Linked DNA regions of Mus musculus: all the other regions are linked to region 5. The links are chromatin contacts, called in public Hi-C and promoter capture Hi-C maps. All regions are on one chromosome and are shown on one strand. The core of a region is the stretch at or near the end of the contact, and the rest is flanking DNA. Distances in the headings are between cores, read along the strand shown.

Region 1 (2,700 bases), core at 161-2,660, 1.1 Mb after region 5:
TCTCTCTCTCTCTCTCTCTCTCTCTCTCTCTCTCTCTCTCTCTCTCTGCAGGACCTCACTCTGTATCTTAGGCTAAGCTGGAACTAACTCTATAGCCCAGGTTTGCCAAGCCCTGACAGCAATCCTCCGCCTTAGCTTCCTGGGGGTTGGGATTACAGATGTGAAGCACTAGATAGAAAATTACTAGATTTACAAAGGCCATTATAGAAGTTCCCATATACCACTCCAGACTCCTCTATTAACAGCTTACTTTAATAGGACTGATATGTTATAATAAATCAATCAGTACAAAATACTGTTATTAACTAAAATTCATGCTATACTCAAATTATTTTGTTTTTGTCTGATACTCTCTTTTTAGGGATCCCATTCAGATGAAAAGTTACATTTAATTATGTTATGTAACTGTCCACATTATGCTTAGTTCATGTTTTCTTATGGCATTCACCTTTATCTTATTGGATCTCAAATCTGGTTGACAATTGGAAATGCTTCAGATGGCAAATTTAAGGAAGCCCCACTCAAGCACATCCAGAAGTGCTGCTTTAAGGAGAAAGGATGATCTTTTAAATACTCCTTCTGCAGATTTGTGATTTTGTTGAGGCAGCCCTCTGGAATGTTGTGTGACCTTTTCCAAAGCTGCACCGCTAAGTGGGCAGTCATTTCATATCTGTAATATGTGGAGTTTGGCTTATATGATATCTAAACTCATTTCTAGCATGTAGACGATGGTTATCGTCTGATGTTATGGGCACCTAAAACAACGGCCACTCAACAGAAGATCACGCCAACAGACACTAGGGAATTTGATGGCTTAACGTAAGGAGGTAGCAGAGGTTCAAATAAAACCTTGACTCCATGACATGACTACGTGGATTTTGCAAGTCATTTCCTTCTGTTGGACTCCAATTTCCTCACCCACAAAATGGAGAGGACTTGTTTCTGGTAGTTATGAAACTCCACGGAGTAACGGTGGGAAATCTTATATACACGAAGATGCCGAGCAAGGAATTACGTTTTAGAAGGCTAGGGTAAACGGGTGAAGGGCTAAAGTGAGGAAGGAGAAGCGACGTTAAGGGTTTAGCACCTACAATACACCTTTGAGCGACCCAACCCCACCCACGCATTGCTGCGGTCATTCCACCTTGGTTCCGGCTCCGCCTCCGTCCCACCTTCTTTTCCCTCCTCCTTCCTCCAATCGCCTTGCGTCGCGCCACACTTCCTATGGCTGCCAGAACCCCACACCTTCCTCCGCGCGAGAGTCGCGCGCGCGCTCTCGCGTCGCCACCTCAGTTAGCAGCTGCCTGCCCTCCGCTTTTTCTGATTGGCTCGATTTGTCACTGACGTAAGCGCCCCCTTTTTTTTCTCCCCCCCTTGCTTACCCGGAACTCGGTCCCGCCTCCTCCCGGCTTCTCCAGACGCCAGTCGAAACCTGATCGGCCCCTTTCTCCACCGCACGGGAGGAGCCGGGATTGCTGGCGAAACCAGGAAAGCACTGGCGGCGACGCGCACGCACGCACTCACGCACGCACGTCCGAGGCCGGCAGGGCGGCAGGCTCGCGCCCGGACTCGCCCCGCATCCGCGCCAGAGGCTCGCGCACTCAGCGGGTTGTGCTGCGGTGGTGGCGGCGGCGGCTGCTGTGAGAGCCCGAGCACTGCGCGTGCCGAGACCCAGACGCGTCTGCGGCGCTCGCCTCGCCACCCTCCTCTCTCACCTCAGTCTCCGCGCCGCGTTCTGAGGGAAGGAACGGCGCTAGGCTAGCGAAGCCCGAGCGCACCGCTGGCTGCCTCCGACACCGCCCTGCGTCCCTTCGCGGCCGCGGGCCCGGCTCGGTGCTAGGCGACTCTGCGGGGAGGCGGCGGCGGCGGCTGCCGGTCGGTGGAGGCACTCTCCCTTCAGCCTCGCCCCTCTGCCCGGCCCTGCAGGGGCCGAGAGGACTCGGAGGCTGCCCCTTCAGCTCGGCCCTCTTCGTTAGCGGGTTGGAGCTGCAGCGGTCTGGAAGAGGTCTCTGGGCTGAGGCGGCGGCGGCGGCTCCTCCGGCTCCATCATGTCCGCGGGCGGAGACTTCGGGAATCCGCTGAGGAAATTCAAGCTGGTGTTCCTGGGAGAGCAGAGCGGTGAGTGCGCGACTCCCCCGCTCCTGGCAGCCGGCCGCGGCTTCCCCGCACCGCCCCCAGTGCAGCCCTTCTGGCCGCTGAGGCTCCCCGCCGGCCTCGCTCTTCCTAAAACCCCCACCCCAGCCTTTTCCCCGGGTCCCCCGACTCCTCTTGTCCCTGTCCCTGGCTCCTCCTCGCTAGGATCTATCAGGCTTGTAGCTTAGATCTCTGATCCTCGCCCGGACTCCGCCGCCTGCAGCCGGGCCCTCTCGGGCCGCTCTGTCCTCCTCAGTCCTCACCCCGCCCAGCCTCCTGTCCATCCCTTTCTTCCTTTGCTCTGCGTGGTCTCCACCACCCGGGCCGGCTTTATGGGGCCCCACCCTTATTCCTTGCTCTTTTTCCGGTTCCCATTGGAAGTGAGGTCCCACTCCGAGAAGCCCCCAACTCTGGAGAATGGGCCCCCTCTTCAACCTTGGATGAAGGAGGGTGGGATCTGGGCGTTGTTTTCCCCTGAGGCTTGGCTCGGAGTTGTACTAGTCTCTCGGAAGGTGAGAGAAGAGGTGGTCATGGAGAAAAACAATTCTTGCTCAGTTTACACCTAAA
Region 2 (2,700 bases), core at 93-2,592, 1.2 Mb after region 5:
CCTGAGTAGGAAAAAAAAAAAAAAACAGAGTGGGGTGGACCATATTTGGGAGGCTGACACAGCAGGACTGGGAAATCACAGACTAGCCTTGGCTACATAGTAAAGCCAGACTGGGCTATATATTAGATTCCTCACTACCACTTCACAAACAACTCTTCAAACAAACTACACATCACAACACACACACACACACACACACACACACACACACACACACACACAGAGTGCAGAGAGAAGCCAGGCTCCATCCCGGTTTCGGATGTTAGCGTTCTCTAGCTCTGTAAAGCACCACAGTGCTATAACGCAGCATGGAGCCCTCCCAATACAACTCTAGCTACCAGTCTACTGGAGGAGACTGGAGGTGAAAGTAGCCAATGCAAAGAGTGTGGCTTACCCAGGAGGAAGTCGCTCTTTGCCCAAGGGGTTCAGAAAGGCTTCCCCAAGGAAGCTGAGGGGTCGTGAAGGGGAAGTAACATTTCCCCAGTGTGGATCAAAGAACCTCACATAAGCACTGCTGGAAAGTCCAGGTCTTTAGTAGGCTTAGAAGATGAATGAGGGGTTGGGGAGAAGATGTGGGTTGGCAAGGGATAGCGCTGCAGAGGGTACCAGGCTAGAACAAGGACTGGGAGGCAGTGGACCGTGTGTATAGTGACTGCCTGGGGGAAATACGGTCAAAACAGGGGGTTAGGTCATATGATTAGCGGGTTACATGGTCCTGTCCCCTGGATCCGACCCTCCACAGTCGCTACTTTGACTAGCTCAGTCCATTCCCCACCTCTGCAGGAGCAGAGAATCCCAGAGACCAGGGCATTACCTATTTGGGAAGCCCCCCCCTTACTTCTTCCTACCCCAGAAACTCGTCCTTACCGGGGTTGCCGGGCTCATGGTTCCTGATGGTCAGAGCTGCATCCCCAAGAAGGTTCCAGAAGTGGGGCTTGACTCTGCCTTAGAGATAAAGGGATCAGGAAAGAGCTACCAAGCAGGCGCTGAAGGGAGAGGTAGGGAGGGACCGCACCAGTCCTAAAGAAAGTCACCCTCTTTTCCAGCCCCCTCCCGGGCTTTCCTGGCTGAGATCTCCTCTGTCCTTCTGTTTTTGGCCAAGTCACCTGGTGATTCCGAGGTGGTGTTGATCCAGGTCTCCAAGATAGGGTAGGGAGGAGGGTGGAATAAAGGAGACTGGAGATGGGGCAAGGCAGGTTCTCTGGCCCAGTTTAGGGCAGGGCTAAGTTTTCATTCTGAGGCCTAGCAGGCTGTGTCCATCTCCATCTCCCCAGTCGTGGCTGTGCGGCCTGGCTCCTTAAGTCTCCCTTCTTGGCTCCCCGGTCTCTTTAATCTTGACCCAGAGCCACCCCAGTGCTTCAGCCCTTTCGTGCTGTGCGTGCTCTGGGGGATTTAGCACAACAGATCCTATTAGCCAGTAGCTCATCCCCTCTTAGCAGCCCCAGCAACCGCATCTTTCAAACTACGCTGTTTTTCATCTCTGTGCCTTTAACTCATTCTCTGGTCTCTGGAAAGTCTCAACCCTACCCAATTTTGACTAATTTTTCTCCTTTCTATAACCGGGATGGGAGGAAGGAGAGAAAGAGACAGATGCCGGGCAGTGGTGGCGCACGCCTTTAACCCCAGCACTTGGGAGGCAGAGGCAGGCGGATTTGAGTTTGAGGCCAGCCTGGTCTACAGAGTGAGTTCCAGGACAGCCAGGGCTACACAGAGAAACCCTGTCTCAAAAAACAAAACAAGAGCCGGGCGTGGTGGCACATGCCTTTAATCCCAGCACTCGGGAGGCAGAGGCAGGCGGATTTCTGAGTTCGAGGCCAGCCTGGTCTACAAAGTGAGTTCCAGGACAGCCAGGGCTATAAAGAGAAACCCTGTCTCGAAAAACAAAAAACAAACAAACAAACAAACAAAACAAAAACAAAAAAAGAAATAGACAGATGGAAGAAAAAGAGAAGGAAGTTGAAGGGAGGAGGGAAGAGTGGAAAGGAACGGGAAGGAAGGAAGGGAGACAGGGAGCTATCTCTCCCGAGAATATTGGCAGGTTAAGCCGCTAAAATACTTCTATAGTCGCTATTATGTTGATAATGATCAGTTAAATTCTCATCTAGATACTCCTGAAGTTCATTTTCCTGCACATACGCAGAGGTTTGGGGGCAGGGTGATCTGACTCCCTCATTAGCAGCTCTGAAGATTCTCCTTTGCTGCTCTGGTTACCTTGAGGAAAAAAAAAAAAAGGCTTTTAAGTCAAACAGCCACGGGGATGCGCAGGATAACAGCTGATGACGCCAACTCCGGAAAGCAGCTTCAGCCTGGGCTGTTTCCAGCGGTTTGGATTACTAGGCTTGGTGAACTCTAGGTGAACCGGCTGCGACCAGCTGTCTCCATCTACTAGAGAGGGACACGCGTCCTCTAGTGGCCTAGAGAGGGACTGCTGTAACTGTTCTCCAGAAGCAAAGCATCGATTGTTCCAAAAGCAAACCTCCCTCCGTGCCTGTGACTGGCATTAAAGCGGTCAGGAGGAGATGGGTCCAACACGAGGCCGCTGACTGTATAAGTGGGTTGCTCAGCCTCATTTAGTCACCAAAGACACCTTCCTTCTCTGGTGTTGCTCATTAGGCCTAATAGAAAGCTTCTCCGGGCAATTTCTTACCTACTGTGGTACATGTCAGCTGGTAACTGATAGAAGAAGCGGCAGGGACAGAA
Region 3 (2,737 bases), core at 26-2,525, 1.1 Mb after region 5:
GGTGAAAATCACCAGACATAGATATATGATAAATACACATATATGGTAAATACATATATAAGTACATATATGCTTGATGATCTATATGTATTTATCATAAATATGTGTGATGATCTTCACTTATCATAGTAAAGAACTAAGCTTCAAGGTTGGTCCCGGTGGCACACACTTGTCATTGCAACACTCGGAGAGCTAAGGCAGGAAAGCCACAAGCTTGAGGCCAGCCTGAACTACATATTCAAGGCTAGCTACTACACACAGTAGCTACTGCTACATAGTGAGACCCTATCCCCCCAAATACAAATAAAATACCCAAAACAAAACCAAAAATAGATACAAAACATAATAATGGTATGTGAAATGACAGATAATCAATAAAATGAGCTTTTCTCACAGAATTTAGGAAGGTTGATTGTGTGTGTGTGTGTGAGAGAGAGAGAGAGAGAGAGAGAGAGAGAGAGAATTCAATGGTCAGGAATGACACAGAATGCCATTCAGAGGTAAAAGAGGATTAGAGTTGTCTGGATATGGCTAGGTGCAATAACTCACTTTCCACCCTGAAGCCTAGAGAGATGGAAAGTTAAGAAAAGGGTCTCCAGGGAGCTTGTGTGCACTGTCAATGAAAGTGGGGAAGAGAAGGCAGGCAGAGTGAGGAAAGATCAATCCCTTGGCCCCTGCAAGATGGTTCCTGAGTAAAGTTGCCAGCCACCATACAACCTGAGTTCAAGACCAGGACCCACATGTTAGGACAGAATCAATTCTTGCTGTTCTCTGCTCTCCACACGTGTACCTCAACGCCACACATAAATACACAAATGTAAATAGAAAATGCCTCTTCCTTTCACTTCAGCAATTAGGGCATTCTAGATCCTAGTTATGGCATGGGACACACTGTGCATACATGTTTCTTTGTTTTACTTGGGAATGAAAAATGTCCCATTTGAAATTCCTTTTCTGGATCCTGTGCCCTTCAGCTTACTTGGCAACCCATGCGGTAACACTTCAGACATGGGTCCAGTCAGAGCTCTTGCTGATGAAAAGGCATAATGGCTACCCGCCTCCTCCGTCACTCTCAGGTGGCCTGGAGTCACCTGAGGGTGTGTACACAGTCTCTCAGAACGATCCAAGGTGCCTTCCCTAGGATCCGGTCTCCATTGGTCCGCTCCTTCCGCCCTTTCCCGGAAGAGGCGGGCTGAAGGCGGGCTCTACACGGAGAGTTCACCAATGGGAATTGCAGAGGGCTCTGTTCTTCCGCGTGTGTGCTCCCGCTGGGTCGGCTTCCTGCGGAGAGAACAGGGGGCGTCCTTATTGCCTACGAATCCCCGCGTCTGGGGCGGAACGCGCTCGCACGCTCTTCTGCACCTGCGGGTGAGCACTGCGCACGCATCCCTACACCGGATGCACAGTGGGGACGGCGGGAGTGCTCCTGAAACTGGGAGAGGTGCTTCAGGGGACTTGGATGCCTGTATTTCTCTCCTTCCTCTTCCTTGTCATGCCTTACTAGAAGGCCTTGCCAAGCTGTCAGGCATCTAGCCTGCCCTTATTTCTAAGCATGGGTTGAACTCATTTTATTCAAGGAGTACCGAGGACAACATGTATTGGACATATACTGCAGTGCTATTTACAAAGTCTACCTAGTGAATCTTAAAGCGATTTTATTTTGTGTGTGTGTGTGTGTGTGTGTGTGTGTGTGTATGATTTGTTGACGGCCCTACCTAATAATACAGGTCTCCAGGCAAAGACATTTACCCTTTTATTGTGCCTCCGTAGCGGTGAGGTTTATATAGAGAAGTGCTTAAATCGTCTTGTGACCTACCCCTTTTCCTCATGATAATAGTCTTAAACTCCTAACATGGGCTGCAAAGCTTTGCTGATCAATCATTTACTTATTTCTGCCAATTTTCATTTCCTGCTCTTCTGGTTTCTCCAGTTACTGAAGTGTTTTACGAGGCTGAGAATCAAATTCAATTTACTTTTCCACGTTGGACATTTGTACTACTACCAAACTACATTTTCAGCCCAGTCATCGAACTTGTGATTCCTCTCATGTGTCTACCTCTAGCCAGAAATAGTTTTCCCATGTTTGGCTAACTCATTCATCCTTGAGTTTCATCCTGGAAGTCAGGTTCTCTAGAAAGTCTTGACAGATTAGACCTGCCTCGTTTTCCCAGCTGTCTGTACATACTGTTGTAAACTTCCAGTTTACTTGCCTAGATTGTAAACTCCATGAGGGCAGGAATTGTCTCTAGCTTGGTCTTGTTTGTATACTCTTTTTTTTTTTTTTAAAGATTTATTTATTTATTATATGTAAAGTACACTGTAGCTGTCTTCAGACGTACCAGAAGAGGGCATCGGATCTCATTACGGGTGGTTGTGAGCCACCATGTGGTTGCTGGGATTTGAACTTCCGATCTTCGGAAGAGCAGTCGGGTGCTCTTACCCACTGAGCCATCTCACCAGCCCTTGTATACTCTTAATATAGTAGCCAACACACAACACAGTAACCACCTATTAATGAATAAGACAGAAAAGAGGCATTTAGCGCCTTTATACCCCGTCGTAACAAACTTTTTGCAAAGGTTGAAGTTATCTCTATTGAAGCCTTTCCTGAGTTCTCTCTTGCTGCATTCTGTAGGGTTCTCTCTTGCTGCATTCTGTAGGGTTCTGAAACAGATGATCTTTGGGAAGCAGTCTGGGCAAATAAGCTCACATTTGGATATTGCTGACTAAACAGCCT
Region 4 (2,700 bases), core at 108-2,607, 1.1 Mb after region 5:
TCAAGTAGCTTAGGTTGGTTGGCTTCAAACTAAATCTATAATCACAGCTGTCCTTGAACTCCTGATCCTCCTACCTCTGCCTCCCAAGTTCTATGATTAAAGACACTACCCCAATTCCTGGCTTTGTTAGATGATGGCCTTAGTGCCAGGTTTCCATGGATTCTTCTGCACTATTGCAAATTATATTCCTTGCATACTGATCTTCTCTTCCTTCCTTGGAAAGAAGATAAATAGAACCAGAGAATAGAATGGAATGTTGAAGTTTATTTCTATTATCTTTGCAGCAGACCTGTTATCACAAATTGGCTAAAGAGAACTAGTGGGTCCCTTCATGAAGGATGGGATGAGAAACTCAAATTTAGAGACATTCAAGGGTAGTCCCACATCCAAAAATGGCAATGACCATATTGATTTATACATACATTATGGTGATAAAGTCTCTATAATTAATGCCTGGAATAAAACCCCAATACGAAGAGAACAGGAACAACAACAACCTAAGCAATATGACACAAGTGGAAAAGACCAACTGAGATCTGGTAACTTTGTTAAGGGAAGAGAAAAACAAGGACCAGATTTAAGAATGGTAGTGTGGCTTGGGGTAGTGATGCGTACTTGTTATCCAAGCACTGGGGGGAACTGATGCAGGAGACTTGTGTCATGAGCAGTCTGGGCTACATGATGAGACCTCGTCTCATAAAAGGAAAGAAGGCTCACCTGGTTCTGCAATAGTCTCTTAATATTTTGGAAGCCAAGAGTAACAAAACGAAATGGTTGGTTCGCTCGGTTTTATGAAATGCTCTCAAATAAGATTTTGTAAGCAAAAGTGTAATTTATCATTATTGTATTCCTCTTATCACCGAGTAACTTCATTCACATCCCAACCACTTCAGCGAGGATTCTCTTAAAAGATGATTAAATGTAAAAAGTAGATGACCTGCCCAAGGTCAGACAATTTAAGGGGACGATATTCCGTGTGTGGGGACTCTCCCTTTCCTAGGCACGAGGCAGCGAGGGTGACAAGTGGAGGGGGCGTGGCACGAGACTGGCAAGCTCGCCCTGGGCCGGGGAAAGAATTGACAGTGAGGCGCCGCAGGGACTGCTGGGAAAGGCCTGTTCGCAGAGTCCTAGGCCTAAACGTCCGCACGCAAACACCTTCCAGCTCTGCTTTCCCTTCCGCTTTCCTCAGCTCCCTACGTGCGTGGAATCTGCGTTACCTTTCCCAGGGTTCCGCTCATTCTCGACCACAGCGGCTTCTGAGCAAACCGAAGATCCACCCTAGCAATCACGACCCCAGGCGTCTGGAAACAGGGCCGGAAAGGTCTTCATCACGTCCGTCCACCAAATCCTACCGAGACGCTTTCTGCTCACGCAGCATCTTGGTTCCGGAAGTTTTTAAAACCCAAGGGATAAAACTCTCCCCAGATTCCACCCTCACCCCAGCTCCTGTCACCTTCCCTGTGATTTCTCTGGGCAGTATGGATTGCCGTCTTTGTTACCGAGTGCTTTTCACATAATTTTGGTATCTCACCTATGAGACTACATATTATTTAATGTCTCTCTTCTCTATTTTGATTGAATTCCTTTAGGACACAGATCCTGTCTGGTTAATTTATTCCAGCGTCTCGTATGCAAATCTTGACTTGTTACCTCGACTTTGGAGCTGATTAACCCCAGGTGAACTTTCCTAGCGTTCCATATCCTCATAGTAATTAAGAATAATTATCTTTTATTGAGAGGCCATGATGTGCAATACTTTTCGTTCAGTAGCTCACAGTTTTTTTTTTCTTTTTTTGTTTTTGTTTGCTTGTTTGTTTGTTTTGGTTTGGTTTTTTGAGACAGGGTTTCTCTGTAGCCCTGGCTGTCCTGGAACTCACTTTGTAGACCAGGCTGGCCTCGAACTCAGAAATCAGCCTGCCTCTGCCTCCCAAGTGCTGGGATTAAAGGCATGCACCACCAAGCCTGGCTTCTTCTTCTTCTTCTTTTTTTTTTTTTATTAGATATTTTCTTTATATACATTTCAAATTTCAAATCTATCCTGAAAGTTCCCTATACCCTCTCCCCGACCTGCTCCCCTACCCACCCACTCCCACTTCTTGGCCCTGGCATTCCCCTGTACTAGGGCATATAAAGTTTGCAATACCAAAGGACCTCTCTTCCCAGTGATGGTCAACTAGGTCATCTTCTGCTACATATGCAGCTAGAGACACGAGCTCTGAGGGTACTGGTCAGTTCATATTGTTGTTCCACCTATAAGGTTGCAGACCTTCAGCTCCTTGGGTGCTTTCTCTAGCTTCTTCATTGGGGGCCCTGTGTTCCATCGTATAGATGACTGTGAGTATCCACTTCTGTATTTGCCAGGCACTGACATAGCCTCATATGAGACCAGGGTCCCTTCATCAAAATCTTGCTGGCATATTCAGTAGCTCGCTTTATTCCTCACAAGCCTCCCGGAGAGAAACTGCTCGATTTTACAGACAAAGGTCTCTCAGGGTAGACCAGGCTGGCTCTGAATTTGTATTTGCCTCCAAGGTGCTTTGATAACAAGCTTAGGCCACTACACTCAGCTACCAACTATTTAATTAGCAATACCTTTTGCCAGTCCTTTGATGGAATCCTGGGAACACAAAAATGAATAGCTTGTGGTTCCTGCCCTTAAATGGCACATTTAAATCATTACAGAGCAATAAGAAATTCATG
Region 5 (2,700 bases), core at 168-2,667:
TTCTGGACAACTGCGGTCAACTCTCTGATCCGACGACCCTTCTCCCCAAGAACATTCTGTGTCCTGTAGAGGGGAAGCGCAACCATTTACTCAAGATCCCACCTGCCGCCCACCACAACGCCAGCACACACGTTAAATGGAAGGTAAGTTCTTCCCAAATGCAGTTCTAACAAAGCAGTTACACCCACTGAGGCCAGATTTACTGCTTGGTTGGCCCAAGTTTACACAGCATCTCAGTACACACAGTATTTACAGGTGACAATCAATGGTATTTCTACCTGGTGGCTAAAATAATGATTTCTGTCCTGGTTGGTGTAACTCGGACTTCAACTCCAGAGTAGCCATCTTCAGCCAGCTCCCGAGTGAGAAATTCATTCAGCTCAGCTTTGAAGATGCCATCAGCTACAAACTGAACCAAAGGAAACAAGTTACCTCTGAGGTGAAGACAGGGTTAGTCAGAGCAAGCCCAATGGCCCTACAGAAAAGCAGCAACCCTTCTCAGACAAATGCCTCTTGGTCATCTTTAGGAAGTTTCTTTTGACCACAGTGCTTTCAGCTGTGCCACAGAACGCAGCATAGTGAGGCATCTTGGACAAAGACAACACTTCCTACTCAGACTCGTCATCACCTCTTCATCGAAGGGCTCTACGGCATAATCTACACCCAAGAGACAAAGAAAAATCTGTCTCCAAGTAGCACATGTACAGCTGGGACTGTAAGTTGTACCTCGGATAGGAGAGGAATCCTGACTCAAAACAGGTTTATCATCTGTGTGCATAAGCACAAACGACAGACCATCTATTTCTAAACCTGGCAACCTGCACACTTTTCCCCCATGAAATGATAACCACAGGGACGCTGCAGCTCCGGGTCCCGAGTGAACACGGCAGCAGTCAGTAAGTAGGCTTTCAACTATGGCCACTTGCAGGATCACGCGACTAAGAGAAGGGACTGCTAAACTTCACTTACTAAAGAAACTGGACTAGATCTGATGGCACACGCCCTCTAACTGTGCCACAGGATTACTATTATGGAGACCAAGAAACGCTCAAAGGTGTCTAGTCCGGAACTGGAGGCGCCCGGTGTTCGAGTCGGTCCAGAACTCGAGGAGTTTGTCCCTCCCTTGCCCAGGCACACAGCACTCGCCCGGCTCCGGCCCAATACACAATCTACGGCCATCCGAGGCTCGAAGAGACGGCAGGCGGCCCCAGACGCTCCACAGGACTGATCACGGAGCCACAGGCCTCCCTGGCACTTGTAGAACCCGCGGCGGACTCCCGAACCGGGCCCAGACGCTTACCTTCCTCTTCTTGGAAATCTGCACCGCCATCTTGCAGCCGCGCGCCGCTGAAAGGAAAGGAAGTGGCTCGCGGGCGGAAGTAGGTATATAGGGCGGGAGCAATGACGCCGCGCAGCGCGGCGACCCTTGCAAGTGTTCATGGGAAATGAAGTTTTGCATGGGAAATGAAGTTTTGCGTCTAAAACGGCGTAGGGGGGGTGTAACCTAGCAACCTGTAATGTAGGCGGAACAGGAAGTAGACATCTAGTTCCGGTCTGAAAGTGCTCTGTACTCAGCAAGCTTGGGGTTCCAGCACTAACGAAGTAGAGGGTCACAAGTTTAAGGTCATCATTGACTACATAGCGAATTCGAGGCCAGCTTGGCCTTTATGAGTTTCTGACTCAAAAGTAAAAACGTAAATAAATAAAAAATTTGAAAAGAGCAACCTTCAGACTAGAGGTGCAAACCACAGGCATAAGCACACACTAACAGATTTTACCACCTTCACGTTCACGCTAATGAAAACTTTCATTGAAATGTATTTAGAGGACCAGCTGGATGGCTCAGTAAGTTACAGAGTGAGTGGGACAGTAGAAAACCATGGCTGCGTATACATATATGCAAGCATAAAACACATGCGTGCGCACATGCACACAGATTTAATATTATTACAAAGGTAAACCCTGATCCATGAGATGGGCTTATTTGTAGGATTTCTGGTAGTGAGCACCTCCACTAGAACCTGTGGGAAAAAAAAATTTTATTTTTTGGTTGTTTTGTTTTGTTTTGTTTTTCCGAGACAGGAACTTTTTTGACTCGCAGCAGGGTGGAATACCAGCAGCAGGGGCTTGTCAAAATAATAAAGCACCAGGGCTTCGGGGACAGACTGTTGAATAGTATAAATCTAGGCCATAGGACCTTCCCTTCACACAGACCCTGATGTCCACACAAGCAAAAGTTCATTGCCCAGAGGCAGAACCTGCTGATATAACTTGTACTGCAGTGTGTGGCTCACTTCACACTGGAAACACGGGAGTCTGTTTCACCCTGTATTAATCCCACGGAACAAAAGTAAAAACTATTACTTAAACTCTTTTAGACAAATTAAGCAAGTTTTATTTTCTATCAGACAGGGCTATCTCCCTAAAGTGGAGTTTTAAAGAATAGCATCAAACATAGAAGTGGAATTTATATAACTCAAAATTTCTAAGACTAGGTGGTTTCCAAGGGAAGAGAGATTTCCAGGGGAATGTTGGCTACACAGGAACTTGGCAGAACATCTTATCAGGGTGGAAGTCAGGGTATAATGGAGTATGGAACATGTCAAATTCCAGAAAATGGGTTGACGACAGGATCAAACCCAAGTGTTACAGAAAACAGGAATGAACTTATTTTGACCTTGTAACAAGATGGCTTCTAAT

Evidence for each region. Promoter capture Hi-C pulls out the DNA fragments that hold promoters and counts their contacts. Hi-C and Micro-C count contacts between places; a contact is called where the count stands out from the background.
Region 1: a contact with region 5 is called in a Hi-C map of B cells, with 6 read pairs. The contact joins the promoter of Rab6a here to the promoter of Rps3 in region 5. A contact is called at or near these places in 1 of 484 Hi-C or Micro-C datasets (B cells) and 1 of 115 datasets of contacts at active chromatin or transcription factors (astrocytes).
Region 2: a promoter capture Hi-C map of liver shows a contact between it and region 5, with 4 times the contacts expected there. The contact joins the promoter of Plekhb1 here to the promoter of Rps3 in region 5. A contact is called at or near these places in 2 of 39 promoter capture datasets (both in liver).
Region 3: a contact with region 5 is called in a promoter capture Hi-C map of pre-B cells, with 3 times the contacts expected there. The contact joins the promoter of Coa4 here to the promoter of Rps3 in region 5. A contact is called at or near these places in 2 of 39 promoter capture datasets (liver and pre-B cells).
Region 4: a promoter capture Hi-C map of pre-B cells shows a contact between it and region 5, with 2.7 times the contacts expected there. The contact joins the promoter of Mrpl48 here to the promoter of Rps3 in region 5. A contact is called at or near these places in 2 of 39 promoter capture datasets (liver and pre-B cells), 1 of 484 Hi-C or Micro-C datasets (B cells) and 1 of 115 datasets of contacts at active chromatin or transcription factors (astrocytes).

What each region holds. Positions count from the first base shown.
Region 1 is chr7:100,606,176-100,608,875 of GRCm38.p6, forward strand. Rab6a (RAB6A, member RAS oncogene family) reads left to right here and starts at 1,411. Exons shown (of 8, transcript NM_024287.4): 1 at 1,411-2,118. The coding sequence starts at 2,049. It also overlaps a transcript of Mrpl48 not described here.
Region 2 is chr7:100,661,052-100,663,751 of GRCm38.p6, forward strand. Plekhb1 (pleckstrin homology domain containing, family B (evectins) member 1) reads right to left here and starts at 1,343. Exons shown (of 9, transcript NM_013746.3): 1 at 1,107-1,343; 2 at 868-941. The coding sequence starts at 885.
Region 3 is chr7:100,535,825-100,538,561 of GRCm38.p6, forward strand. It overlaps Coa4 (cytochrome c oxidase assembly factor 4), which reads left to right and starts at 1,276. Exons shown (of 2, transcript NM_183270.2): 1 at 1,276-1,368. It overlaps Gm39058 (a long non-coding RNA gene), which reads right to left and starts at 1,295. Exons shown (of 2, transcript XR_869836.2): 1 at 980-1,295.
Region 4 is chr7:100,581,773-100,584,472 of GRCm38.p6, forward strand. Mrpl48 (mitochondrial ribosomal protein L48) reads right to left here and starts at 1,358. Exons shown (of 8, transcript NM_198831.3): 1 at 1,218-1,358. The coding sequence starts at 1,238.
Region 5 is chr7:99,482,292-99,484,991 of GRCm38.p6, forward strand. Rps3 (ribosomal protein S3) reads right to left here and starts at 1,418. Exons shown (of 7, transcript NM_012052.2): 1 at 1,301-1,418; 2 at 279-409; 3 at 1-63. The coding sequence starts at 1,330. It overlaps Snord15a (small nucleolar RNA, C/D box 15A), which reads right to left and starts at 641; the gene lies at 494-641.